Regions from separate parts of the Mus musculus genome. Here all the other regions are linked to region 3. A link is a contact called in public HiChIP or PLAC-seq data. All regions are on one chromosome and are shown on one strand. The core of a region is the stretch at or near the end of the contact, and the rest is flanking DNA. Distances in the headings are between cores, read along the strand shown. Region 1 has its middle 19 kb from the start of 1700064J06Rik. Region 2 has its middle 40 kb from the start of Gm33337. Region 3 holds the start of Dyrk2 (dual-specificity tyrosine-(Y)-phosphorylation regulated kinase 2).

Region 1 (3,794 bases), core at 107-2,606, 240 kb before region 3:
GGATGCAAGCTCTGGAGATCAAACACACAATCCTGTGAACATAGTTCACACACTGCACATGTATGTGTGTGCGCTGCAGCGAGCACTCGAGCATGCACACACTCAAGAATACTCATGGCGGCAATTGTGTGCAGATGTACTAATCGGATATTTCTGGTGACTCCCTCCCCAATATACATATATAATCATCAAGTTGTATACTTTACATATATATAATTTCAGCTATCTGAAGGCAAAACCACTAATTTTAATAATCAAATTTAGGGATGGAGAGATGGCTCAGCAGGTAAGAGCACTGACTGCTCTTCGGAAGGTCCTGAGTTCAAATCCCAGCAACTACATGGTGGCTCACAACCATCCTTAATGAGATCTGACACCCTCTTCTAGAGTGGCTAAAGACTGCTACAGTATACTTACATATAATAATAAATAAATCATTTGGGGGCCAGAAAAAAAAACAAATTTAACTACAATTAAAAATAGAATATAGCCGGGCGTGGTGGCACACTCCTTTGATCCCAGCACTTGGGAGGCCGAGGCAGGCAAATTTCTGAGTTTGAGGCTAGCCTGGTCTACAGAGTGAGTTCCAGGACAGGCAGGGCTACACAGAGAAACCCTGTCTCGAAAAAAAACCAAACCAAACCAAACCAACCCCCCAAAAAGAAGGAAAGAAAGAAAGAGAGAGAGAGAGAGAGAGAGAGAGAGAGAGAGAGAGAGAGAGAGAGAGAGAGAGAGAGAAAGAAAGGAAGGAAGGAAGAAAGAAAGAACAAACTCCTAAATTTTATAAAATTGAATATTTCCTCACATCTATTCTTGGATAATTTTGACTTTTAATAAGAAAATATTTCCTGTATATCTTCTTTTTAGAAAATCTTTAAAGTTAACATGTTAATATAGCCTTGCATAGTGGTATACACCTTCGATCCTAGCACTTGGAAAGGAGAGGCGGGCATATCTTTGTAAAACAAGGGCTGGAGAGATGGCTCAGCGGTTAAGAGCACTGACTGCTCTTCCAGAGGTCCTGAGTACAATTCCTAGCAACTGAATAGTGTCTCACAGCCATCTGTAATGGGATCAGATGCCCTCTTCTGCTGTGACTGAAGAGAGTCACAGTGTACTCATATACATTAAATAAATAAATAAATAAATAAATAAATAAATCTTTAAGAAAACAAAAACAAAACAAATAAAACCAAAAGATGTTAATGTGTTTTAAAAATATGTGTGTTAATTTTCATCTTATGCATCTGAGTGTCTTGCCTGCATATATGTAAATACACATGTTCCAGATGGTTGTGAGTCAGCAGGTGGGTGCTATGTAATGAAACAGGGCTCTCTGCAAGAGCAGGGTGTGCTCCAAACCGCTGAGTCATCTCTCCAGCCCCTGTTTTGAGACAGACCTTTTGATACTATTGTATAGTTGGCCTTATGAGTGGCTCTCAAATGTTGCTATGAACAAAGAGCACCCAGAAACAGGGGTTTAAAGAGAACTGTCTAAAAATACAGTGGTTCTCAACCTGTGGGTCACAACCGCTTCAGCAAACCTCTGTCTCCAAAAATATTTACATTATGACTCATGACAGTAGCAAAATTGGTATCTGCACTTACTTCTGTGGAATGAAGAGTGAATCGATCATGAGATTTCCTGAGGGAGTTCAGCTTCACAATACTCCTGGTGTCTTGGTCAGGATTTCTTTCGCTTTGATAAAACGTCATAACCCAATCAACATGGGGAGGAAGGGGTTTATTAGGGCTTACAGCTTCACCCCACACCGCACACAGTCCATTACTGAAGGAGACCAGGACAGGAGCCTGGAGGCAGGAGCTGATGCAGACTCCTGGGGGACTGTTGCTTACTGGCTTGCTTCCAGGAGTTGATTAGCAGGCTTTGCTCTGGAGCACCTGCCCAGGGGCTGGGGAACTGGGCTTTCTTCACCAGGCTGACCTGGTGAGAGAATGCTCTCAATTTGAGACTCCCTCTTCCAAAAGGACTCTAGTTTATGTTGACATAAAAAAACCCAAAAAACAAACAAAAAAAAAAAAAAAAAAAAAAACCCAAAACGAGCCAGCACAGCTGGGCAGGAAGGAAACACTGTTCCTCAGATTTTCCAGAAGAAAATTTAAACTCAGTGGGCAGGAGATGCAGACTTTCATCTAACCACAACCTCTGCCACCTCTTTCTGCACCCCGCTGAGGGCAGAGAGCAGGCGCTGGGCTCCTTCCTTAATATTCCTGAAGCCTGCAACCTGGAGGAATCTGAGTCTTTCTGTTCTTCAATTTTCCAGCAAGAAGGAGCCTCAGAGATTAGACCTGGGGAATCTCACAGCTGGAAGACATCTAAGAAGTCACCTGGTCCCGTCTCTTCCCTTTCATCAGAGAAGAATATCAAAGCCACAGCACCTCGGTCCCCACCCTAGAGCAAGGGCTCAGACTTGCAGCATGCTGCTCCCCACTTTTCACAGTATTACATTTTCTTTTCTTTCTTGGAAAAGTTCAATCCTCCAGCTGCGTCTGATGCCCCTGAGCAAACGGGGCCCAAATGTCCTCGTCCAATGTCCTCCTCAGACCTGGTTCAGAATAATCCTCTTAAATTAAACTGGAGATCTGCATCCTTTGAAATTCTGATTAGCCCAGGGTGGTTGATTCTGATAACCCACTTGGGAGGGAATTATGCTCTGAGGTCCAGAAGCTGCCAGAAGCCAAGCTGGCAGCTTAATGCCAGCCCCATTCTCTCCGTTTTATCAGCAAAACAGCTAGGGACAAAGACTCTGGGCTCCTAGGCAGGTGGGGAAAAAGAACGCTCTGTTTCTATAAGAGCAGTAATGGTTACAATGTTGCTTTATTACAGTCAAGTATAGTTTACAATGTTGCTTTGTTATCGTCAAGTATAAACACCAAAAGAAACAAATCGGTGGTATGTGACAATGGACGGTTAAAAATGAAGACTGCCAAAAGACACTTTTTTGCTTTTTATTTTTTGTATTCTAAAGGACAAAATTGCATGATTTTTAGTATCTACCCATCCTGTCATGGAAGCGTGATATAAAATCACTATTCTTCTACCCATTCTCCATATCCAATCCACGCCGTTGGGTAGCAGTGACAGGTGGTTTACTGAGCTTGATAAATTTGTTGAGAGGACCACAGATTAAAATCAGCAACAAATCCGAAGCACTACACCCTCTCCTCTTACTAACCAGACACATTTATCCAGTACCAACTACTTCCCAAGTACTAAACTACATTAAGATTTAATATGGAGTTGCTAATACTCATATCTGGAAGTCATAAGATAAGGAAAAAAACATCATACATGAGGTTAATACTCTTATGTGGGAGACATAAGAGAGGGAAAACATCATAAAAATTCATAAAACAGCCATTTGTGATACATGCTTAGGAAAGAAGGCCTGCAGTGCTGTGTATGCACCGCACCGGGGTCTCTCACCATTGATGTGTGCCCAATGACCACTTTCCTCCTGTGTTGGTGTGCAACTTGGATTTTATTTGTGACCAACACTTGGAGTTTGATAACGTCTGAACTATTCTGAAGAAAATCAGACAAGATGAGTCTATAGATCAGTGCCTGGATGTCACGATAACGTTAAAACATTGTAAGCTTTCCTCATTCTTATTTTAGCATGTGTCACATGGAGATCAGCTTACAGATTGGGACTGAGTTTCAGGGAGCTCTAACTTAGACTGTCAGAGTCAAAAAGCTTCCCTAAAAGAGATGCCTTTTGCATTTTGTGATTTTGAAGGGCAACAAGGTGGGAAGGAGAATTCTAGAGCAA
Region 2 (3,530 bases), core at 281-2,780, 190 kb after region 3:
CAGAGCAACTATTTGGTGCATATCCGAGAAGATGAAGGTAAAGGGTGGATAGAGGCCCAGAATTTAAAACCAACCCCATGTGGGACTGACTTCCAGATTGGCAGTAGGCACTCCCACTGGCCTGGGCAAGTTACTTTAACCTGTTTGAGCCTCCATCTTCCCTCTAGAACGTGAGAATGAAATATCCTAATATGATGACGATGACGACGATGAGGAGGATGACGATGACGGTGGTGGTAACAGTAATGATGATGATGATGGTGATAGTGATGGTGGTGCTGGTGGTGGTGGTGATGATAGTGGATGGGTACCATCTAAGAAGGATATGCTCAGTAATTCTCTCCAGATAAAACAGTTCTGGTGATTAAAGAGTTAACACATAGGAAGCACTTAGAGGGATGCTAGGTATCTGTTATCTGGTGCTATGACTCATCAAGATTATGGAGAAAGCAATTTGACTTTTCTTGATATGTCCTTGCTTTCCCCCTCCCCCCACCCCCTTCTTCACAATATCAGTGGCATTTCCTCTGTTTAGGGATACTAGGGCCAACACGGCCTCCAGGCTAAAGGAGCAGTGGAGAAGGAAAGATAAAGCAAGGTAGATGTGGGCACGTGTGCTTCAAAATGGCTGGAGTCTGCAGGAGATGAGAGTAGGCAAAGCAATCCAGATAAGAAGGTAAGAAGTCCGGAAACAGTTTTTCTGTCCTTTCAGAGCTGAAGAAAGGAGCAAGTTGGGAGGCTTACCTGGAGGGGGGAATGGCTCACCCATCAAACATGGGGCCTGCGAAGGTGCAGGATCGGATGCACCTCTGAGAGACCTTCAAGGTCCGCAGGAAGCTGCCAGAAAGCTGGATCTGAAGGAACTTTTAGATGGGAGTCAAGAAACATAGCAGTCAACTTTGCTGATGAACCGGAACCCCAGACATCGCGGCTGATCTCAGCTGCGGGAAGCAAGGACTGGGCGCCCCCCCCCCCCCCGCCCCGCCCCAGGCACCTCATAATGCTGCTCCGGTCCCCTTGGGACTGTGTCTGTCACCTGGGAAGTGTGTGCAGGGCTCTAAATCCACTGATTTTTCTCTCACCGCTCAGAATGGGTGCTCAAAGGGGAATGTAAGTGGACTCATAAATCAAGAGAATTAAACTGACGGCTCACTTGAGTAAAATGTCACCTAAGCTAAGTGCAGCTTCGGAGCTGATGGAAATGAAGCCCCGAGCGCTCTAACTGCACGTGGAGTGTGTGGGTTGACAGACAACGCTGAGGCGACCTGTGGGATTTTCCTCCGTTGTTCCTTACACTGAAACTCCACAGGGATGCTGCGGTACGGTGATAAGGTTTTAAACAGGATTTTGGTCACACAAACGCGTGAGATAAATACTGGTTTCATCTCCAGGGTACCGAGGTTAACACTGAGGCTGAGGGATCAAGGAGTCAGAGATGAGACTGGAAGCAAGGGCAGGCACTGAGCAGCTGCCGCCTGTGCGATTGGGCGCTGTGCCTTTCTGCTATTTCTGGCCTTGGCCAATAGCAGACCTTGTAGCACACACTGGTGTGTTTCCTGGAATTCCAAAGGGCATGCAAGGAATAATAGAGTGTGCGGGCTGCCTCCTGTGGCCAAGATGACTAATATTCAGGGCACAGTGGTGTCACTGAAGACAAATTTGAAGGGCGGCTGGGGTTCTTGTTGTAAAGGAACACATTAGAAAAATAAGATTTTTTGTCCTTGCCTTGTGCAGCCTGGTGTGAGTTAGCTGCAGACACCATGCAATCACACTCTCACCTTTAAAAAAATAATAATTTATTTTTTTTTACTTATTTGCTTTCCATCCCTCTCACTGCCCCCTCCCGGTCACCCCCTCCCACAATCCTTCCCCCATCTCCATCCCCTTCTCTGAGTGGGTGGGAGGCCCCATGGGTATCTCCCTGCCCTGGCCTGTCAATTCTCTGAGAGGCTACCCTCATTCTCTCCCACTGAGGCCAGACAAGGCAGCCCCAAGGGTCCAGGTTAGTTGATTCTGTTGGTCTTAGTTGATTCTATTGGTCTTCCTGGGGAATTCCTATTCCCTTCAGGACCTGCAATCCTTCCCCCTATTCTTCCATAAGAGTCCCCGGTGGGTGTCTGCATCTGTCTAAGTCAGCTGCTGGGTGAAGCGTCTCAGAGACATGTCCTCACCTTTGAAGAAGATGAATGAATGCTTCTTGAGGACAGATGTCTTCAGCATCTCCCATTCCTGAACAGACAGATGGTAGATTCTGGTCTAGTTGTCATTACTCGGTGTTAGAATTACTGTTCTCCCTGGCTTTTACACCTTCACCTAATCTTTGAGGTCCTGGAATTCACTAATATTATTAATAAAGTTGCATTAAAAAATCTCACCAGTGGGAGTGATTAAATCATCCCCAGTCCTGGGACATGTAAGATCAGCTCATCCTTGGCAGAAACGAGCCACCCATTTGGACTCATCATTTTCCCCAGAGCTCATTAGATTTCCGTGAAGCCTTTATGAATTAGACAACTAAGGTTTATTTTTCTCTTTCAACTTTTCTCTCAACTTCCCATCGTGATTTATCTTCAGAAATCTCCTTGATATGTTTTTGGCTTTTAGAGTTCTGTTCTTTCTCTTTTTTTAATATTGAGAAACAGGGAATTATATATATATATATATATATATATATATATATATATATATATATATATATACATATATATATATATTAATTTTATGTAACTTTTATTTCTCTGTTACTCTGTGGATTATATCCAATTCTATAAAATCAGTTTCTGTTGCCAGTTATATTGAATTCTCCTCTTGTGCTAATTAGATCCTTGTGCAACTTTCCACATCTAAACCCAAATTCCCAGGTCGCTAGAAGGGGTTAGAGAACCCGTCTCTTCTTTAAAGGGGAGTCTGTGAAGTGCTCAGGGAACACTCAACCGTGGCCATTGTTTTAGGATGAGTTGGATACCATAACAATCCTTCAGAGTCCAGAGTCAGGTCACCTTGAAACCCAGACTCCATAGTTGTAAAGCACAGAGCGTTTGGGAGTAATGATGAGAAGCTGATGATGCTAGTCGTGGTGGTGATGATGAAAGGATAAAATCTATCTCTGCTGCGTGCAGACATATTCCTGTCTTACCCACATCATGTATATAGAGTCATTCCCCATTCACAAGCATCTCTGATCTAGACACAATTTCAACCCCGTTTTCAAAGGCATTGACTAACTTGCCCAACAAGCTATAGCAGCACAGAGTGCATAAACACAGAATCACATAGCAACAAAGTGGCTTGCCCGAGTCACATAGCAACAAAGTGGCAGAGGCAGCCTTTGAACAAAGCTAGCTTGGCTCCGTGCTCCATTCTTTCATGTTGAGGCTGTATTGACTAGTTGCCCTCCAATAGTAGGGATGAAGGCAAAGGCATCACAAATAATCCAAAGCTTCCATAGATACAGCATGTCAACCTTCATGGGGCCCTGTGGGCTGTGACCGGTGCTCAGGTTGTCCTCTTGAAATGACTTGAGAAGTCAG
Region 3 (3,800 bases), core at 582-3,081:
GAGCCGATTATTAATATTGTACCGTGGCCCTATTTTCTTGTAAAAGGACCCCCAAACGGAAGGAAATTAGTCTGTCTCTGTCTCTCTGTGTGTCTCTGCCTGTCTGCTTGCCTCTCTCCTCTCTGTCTGTCTCTGTCTCTCATTCTCTTCGAGGGTGGAGTGTGCCCTCCTCTTATTACTCTGTAGGCGCCCTAGAGGGTCACACTGTAATGTGGGCCGGTCCCTTTGGCATTTGGATAAAGCTGAGGTGATCTTTGTAGGAGGTTGCTATGACAATTTGCAAACAGCAGAGCCCACAGAACAGCAGGAGGTAGCTCCCTCTGGACTGAAGTCTGCTCTAGCTGGGGCCAGCACTCTCGGGGACCTGGGGACAGACACAATGAACAGGACAGTAAAAAATGGACCCGGGACTCCAGGAGCACTTCAGAAATTAGGCACCTCCCAGGAAGGAAGTGCATGCCTGGATGCGGTCCAACTTTCTTCCCTATCTGCTGGGATTTTTTGAAGCTTTCCCTCCACACCTGGCTGTCCAAGTGGACAAAGGTGCACAAGTGTGCCACGCGCGACAAAGCATAAGGTGTGCGACGACAGAGAAGAAAATTTTTGTTCTTTCTGGGAAACAGAGGCTATAGACCACAAATGAAAAGGGCGGGGAAATTCTCCACGTGTCTGGGAAGGGAAAGGGAAAAGGAATCTTTTCCTCCGAGGATGTGAGGAATCAGAGGTGTCGCACCAGTGCAGCAGAGAGCTGAAAGGAAGGTGTGTCTGTCTCAGTGGCCGCGCCGCGCCGGGGAAAGGCTTGGAGTTGTAAGGAAATGGGAGGTGTCTCTGATGTTTATTTTTGCCTAGCAACCCACAGCCAACTGCTACCTCAGCTGCGGTCCACAGGCGCCTGTCTGCCTCCCCTTGTCCTAGCGACTGGAGGGCAGCGGTCACTCGGTGTCAGTGAATCAGGGAGGGCGTGCGTGGCTGAAATGAAGGTGGAAGGGCAGCCCCTTCCTTCGTCCATGCTTGGGTCACCAGGCTCAGCCGCAGTCCCTCCTCGGAGCCTGACTTTCCGAGGTGACCCTCATACAACTAAGTTCTCTCCATGATAAACTGGGGAGAGGGGCTGGCTGGGCCACTGGGACAGGGACAGGGACTAGGGTCGGGGCCAGGGGTGGGGGGCCGCAGTATTGTCTGGGAGCAGCCATTAGGAGCGGTGTTTAGGGGCGTGATGGAAGAGGGAGTGGTCTCTGCAGCAATTTCGGGAGGAGGCCGGCCGCGGTAGGTTGCGCGGTAGTGCCGGGAGGGGCGTCGCAGGGGCGAGGGGGACCCGGGTAGAGGGCAGATGGCCGTAGGGGAGGCACAGGGCGAGCCGGAGTCGCAGTTTTCCTGGGAGCGGAGGGCGGCTCTGCGGAAGATCGGAGGGGGTGGGACTCCCGGGGTGGCGGGTGGGGGTGGGGTGGCCGCCAGCCTGTGTGGCTGGGGCCGGGGGTGGGGGGTGGGGGGAGTCCGGGGCGGGGCCTCGGCGGGGGCGGGGCTGGCCTTCTCGGGCGCGAGCCGCGGGGGCGAGCGTGTGTGCGAGTGTGCGCGGACGCGCGCGGGCCCGGGAGGAGGCTCCCGAGCGAGTGGGTCCCGGCGGCCGCAACCCGCTCCCCGCGGCCCCGATGTGAGGGAGTCGGGGAGGCCAGCGGTGCGGCAGGGGAGGGCGAGGCATGTGCACGGGCCGGGGGGTACAGCAGCCGCCCGAGGACGAGGGGGACGGCGGCGGCGAGGAGGAGAGCGGGGGGCTCGCGGCGGCGGGTCCGGGCCGAGGGGATGCAGCGGACTGCGTGTGTCTGGCTGTAGCGGGAGCGAGGCGGCGACGAGGCGCGGGTGACCCGCGTGAGGGGCGACCAGGAGGCGGCGGCGGCGGCGGCGAGGAGTAGCGGCGGGACCGGCGGCGAGGGCAGCACTGCCATGCACGTTCCTCTCCCGCGGCCATGTTAACCAGGAAACCTTCGGCCGCCGCTCCCGCCGCCTACCCGACCGGTAAGGGCCCCGGGACCCTGTCGGCGGCGTGGGGCGCGGGCTGCGCGCGTTGGTGCCCCGGGATCCCCGAACCCGGCGGGTCGAGCGAGGGCCATCCGGAGCGCGACCCCGCCGCTGCGCCTTCTCGGTGGCCCGCCCTCCCCTCCCCCGGCCCGGCGACGTGGGCTCCGGAGCTCCGGCCCAGCACTGCTCCCCGCCGGGTCGCGAACTTAACTTTGCAGCTGGCGGGTGCGCGCTGGGGAGTCGCGTCCCGACCCCCCTTGTTTCCCGCACGCCGCCGGCTTTTCCCGGGCCGGGTGTCTCCTTCCATCTTCTCCCTAGAAGAGGGGGTTCGCTGCCCACCGGGGCGGGGGCGGGGGGTCTGGGTGGCTCTCTTCCCCCACCCTGACCCTCTTTTGTCTCCTCCCGCGCGTGGCTCCCAGGCCGAGGAGGGGACACCGCCGTTCGCCAGCTTCAGGCTTCCCCGGGGATCGGCGCGGGGGCTCCCCGAAGCGGAGTGGGGACCGGCCCGCCCTCCCCCATCGCCCTGCCGCCTCTCCGGGCCAGCAACGCTACCACTACAGCCCACACGGTGAGACCTGGCTTCGGGTGGGCGCCAGGCAGACCCCTGGCTTGTTGGGTTCCGACTGTGGGAAGAGAGGGCCGAATCTCCACGCCCCTAGCAGGGGCCTGTCCTCGACGCCGCCCTCTGCAACTTGGGCGAGCCCCGAGCTGCTGCCACAAAGGAGATTCGTGGCGTGGGCCCCTTGCTTCCCTCTGGTGCTCGCCCACCCCAGGCTCCTTTTCCTGGGAACTTCCTCCTTGCGCCCCCTCCCCCTTTTTTCATCTCTGCTTCTCAGAGCTCCCTTCCCCCCCGACCCGGTAAACATCTACTCCCAACCCCAGGGGTAGTGGATATTTATAGAAACGTATGTGTTAGGGGACAGCTAGCCTACCCTGCCCGGAAAATCGATCCCCCAAAGAGCCTCCGAGGCCTGGCTCCAGCCAGCAGGGAGCACCCGCCAATTGTCCCCCGCGTGTGTAAGCATGTTTTATGAGAGCTACAGGTTTGAGCACAGCAGAAATTGTAATTAACATTAACAAAAATAAGAGCTACAGCAGTAGTCAAAACAAAACAACCCCCCCCCCCCCGCAGGATTCTCAACGTGGATATTGCTCAAAAGGAAAGACTGGGCTTTGCTTTGTAGGTGGCAAAGGAAGGGCACCTGACAAGGGCTGTCCCTTGAGTCCCTGGGGAGGAGAGCGGAGCCTGGGACTGGTAGCTGTAGAGACTGGCAAGCTGGATGTGACTTCAGAATGTACCTTTCCTCGGCTCCCAGCGATGGCCTTTGGATGGTGACCTGGAGCCTAGAGGAGGTGTGCGCTTGCAGAAGGTGGTGGTTTCAAAGGTCTCTTTCCCAAAGGCTCTCTGGGAGCGTGAGCAACCTAGGATGGTTTCTATGTGAGGTTGCTTGCAGGGCATAGGATTTTGTTACCAAGTGAAAGTTGGTTGAGAGCACCCACCCATGGTTTGTGGCCTGCAGGGAGCATCTCTGGGGGAGGGGGGTGGGGAATCATGTGTGACTGAAACTTGCTTATCACAGGAGATGAGAAGAAGGTGGACTTTAGTTGTTTGTAATGGAGACATATAAGAGAGGTAGATAATCTCATAGACATGTTTTGTTATTCTCTCTGTTTTTCTTGTGGGTCTATCCTAGGGGCTGGACATACACAGAATTAACTCATCTGGGTTGTACTGTTGCTGGGAAAGAGAGCCTGCAGTTAGTAGGGATGTGATTGCCACAAGG

Evidence for each region. HiChIP or PLAC-seq counts read pairs in DNA pulled down with a chosen protein or histone mark.
Region 1: a contact with region 3 is called in a FOXA1 HiChIP or PLAC-seq map of pancreatic cancer cells. The contact joins the enhancer-like site here to the promoter of Dyrk2 in region 3. A contact is called at or near these places in 1 of 484 Hi-C or Micro-C datasets (cortical neurons) and 4 of 115 datasets of contacts at active chromatin or transcription factors (embryonic stem cells, neural tube and pancreatic cancer cells).
Region 2: a contact with region 3 is called in an H3K4me3 HiChIP or PLAC-seq map of neural tube, with 2.6 times the contacts expected there. The contact joins the enhancer-like site here to the promoter of Dyrk2 in region 3. A contact is called at or near these places in 2 of 39 promoter capture datasets (the C10 cell line and cranial neural crest), 1 of 15 datasets of contacts at CTCF or cohesin (pro-B cells), 2 of 484 Hi-C or Micro-C datasets (embryonic stem cells and olfactory sensory neurons) and 10 of 115 datasets of contacts at active chromatin or transcription factors (DN3 thymocytes, bone marrow-derived macrophages, differentiating embryonic stem cells and 6 more).

The regions. Positions count from the first base shown.
Region 1 is chr10:119,109,668-119,113,461 of GRCm38.p6, reverse strand. No RefSeq gene overlaps it. Among named protein-coding and RNA genes, the nearest start is that of 1700064J06Rik, 19 kb to the right of the region's middle. Within about 2 kb of position 1,356, at least 22 of the 459 cell types and tissues checked have an H3K27ac peak or open chromatin away from gene starts, as enhancers often do. A contact at or near this core is called in pancreatic cancer cells, where this site is marked.
Region 2 is chr10:118,674,026-118,677,555 of GRCm38.p6, reverse strand. No RefSeq gene overlaps it. Among named protein-coding and RNA genes, the nearest start is that of Gm33337, 40 kb to the left of the region's middle. Within about 2 kb of position 1,530, at least 46 of the 459 cell types and tissues checked have an H3K27ac peak or open chromatin away from gene starts, as enhancers often do. A contact at or near this core is called in neural tube, where this site is marked.
Region 3 is chr10:118,866,934-118,870,733 of GRCm38.p6, reverse strand. Dyrk2 (dual-specificity tyrosine-(Y)-phosphorylation regulated kinase 2) reads left to right here and starts at 1,831. Exons shown (of 3, transcript NM_001014390.2): 1 at 1,831-2,013; 2 at 2,436-2,584. The coding sequence starts at 1,965.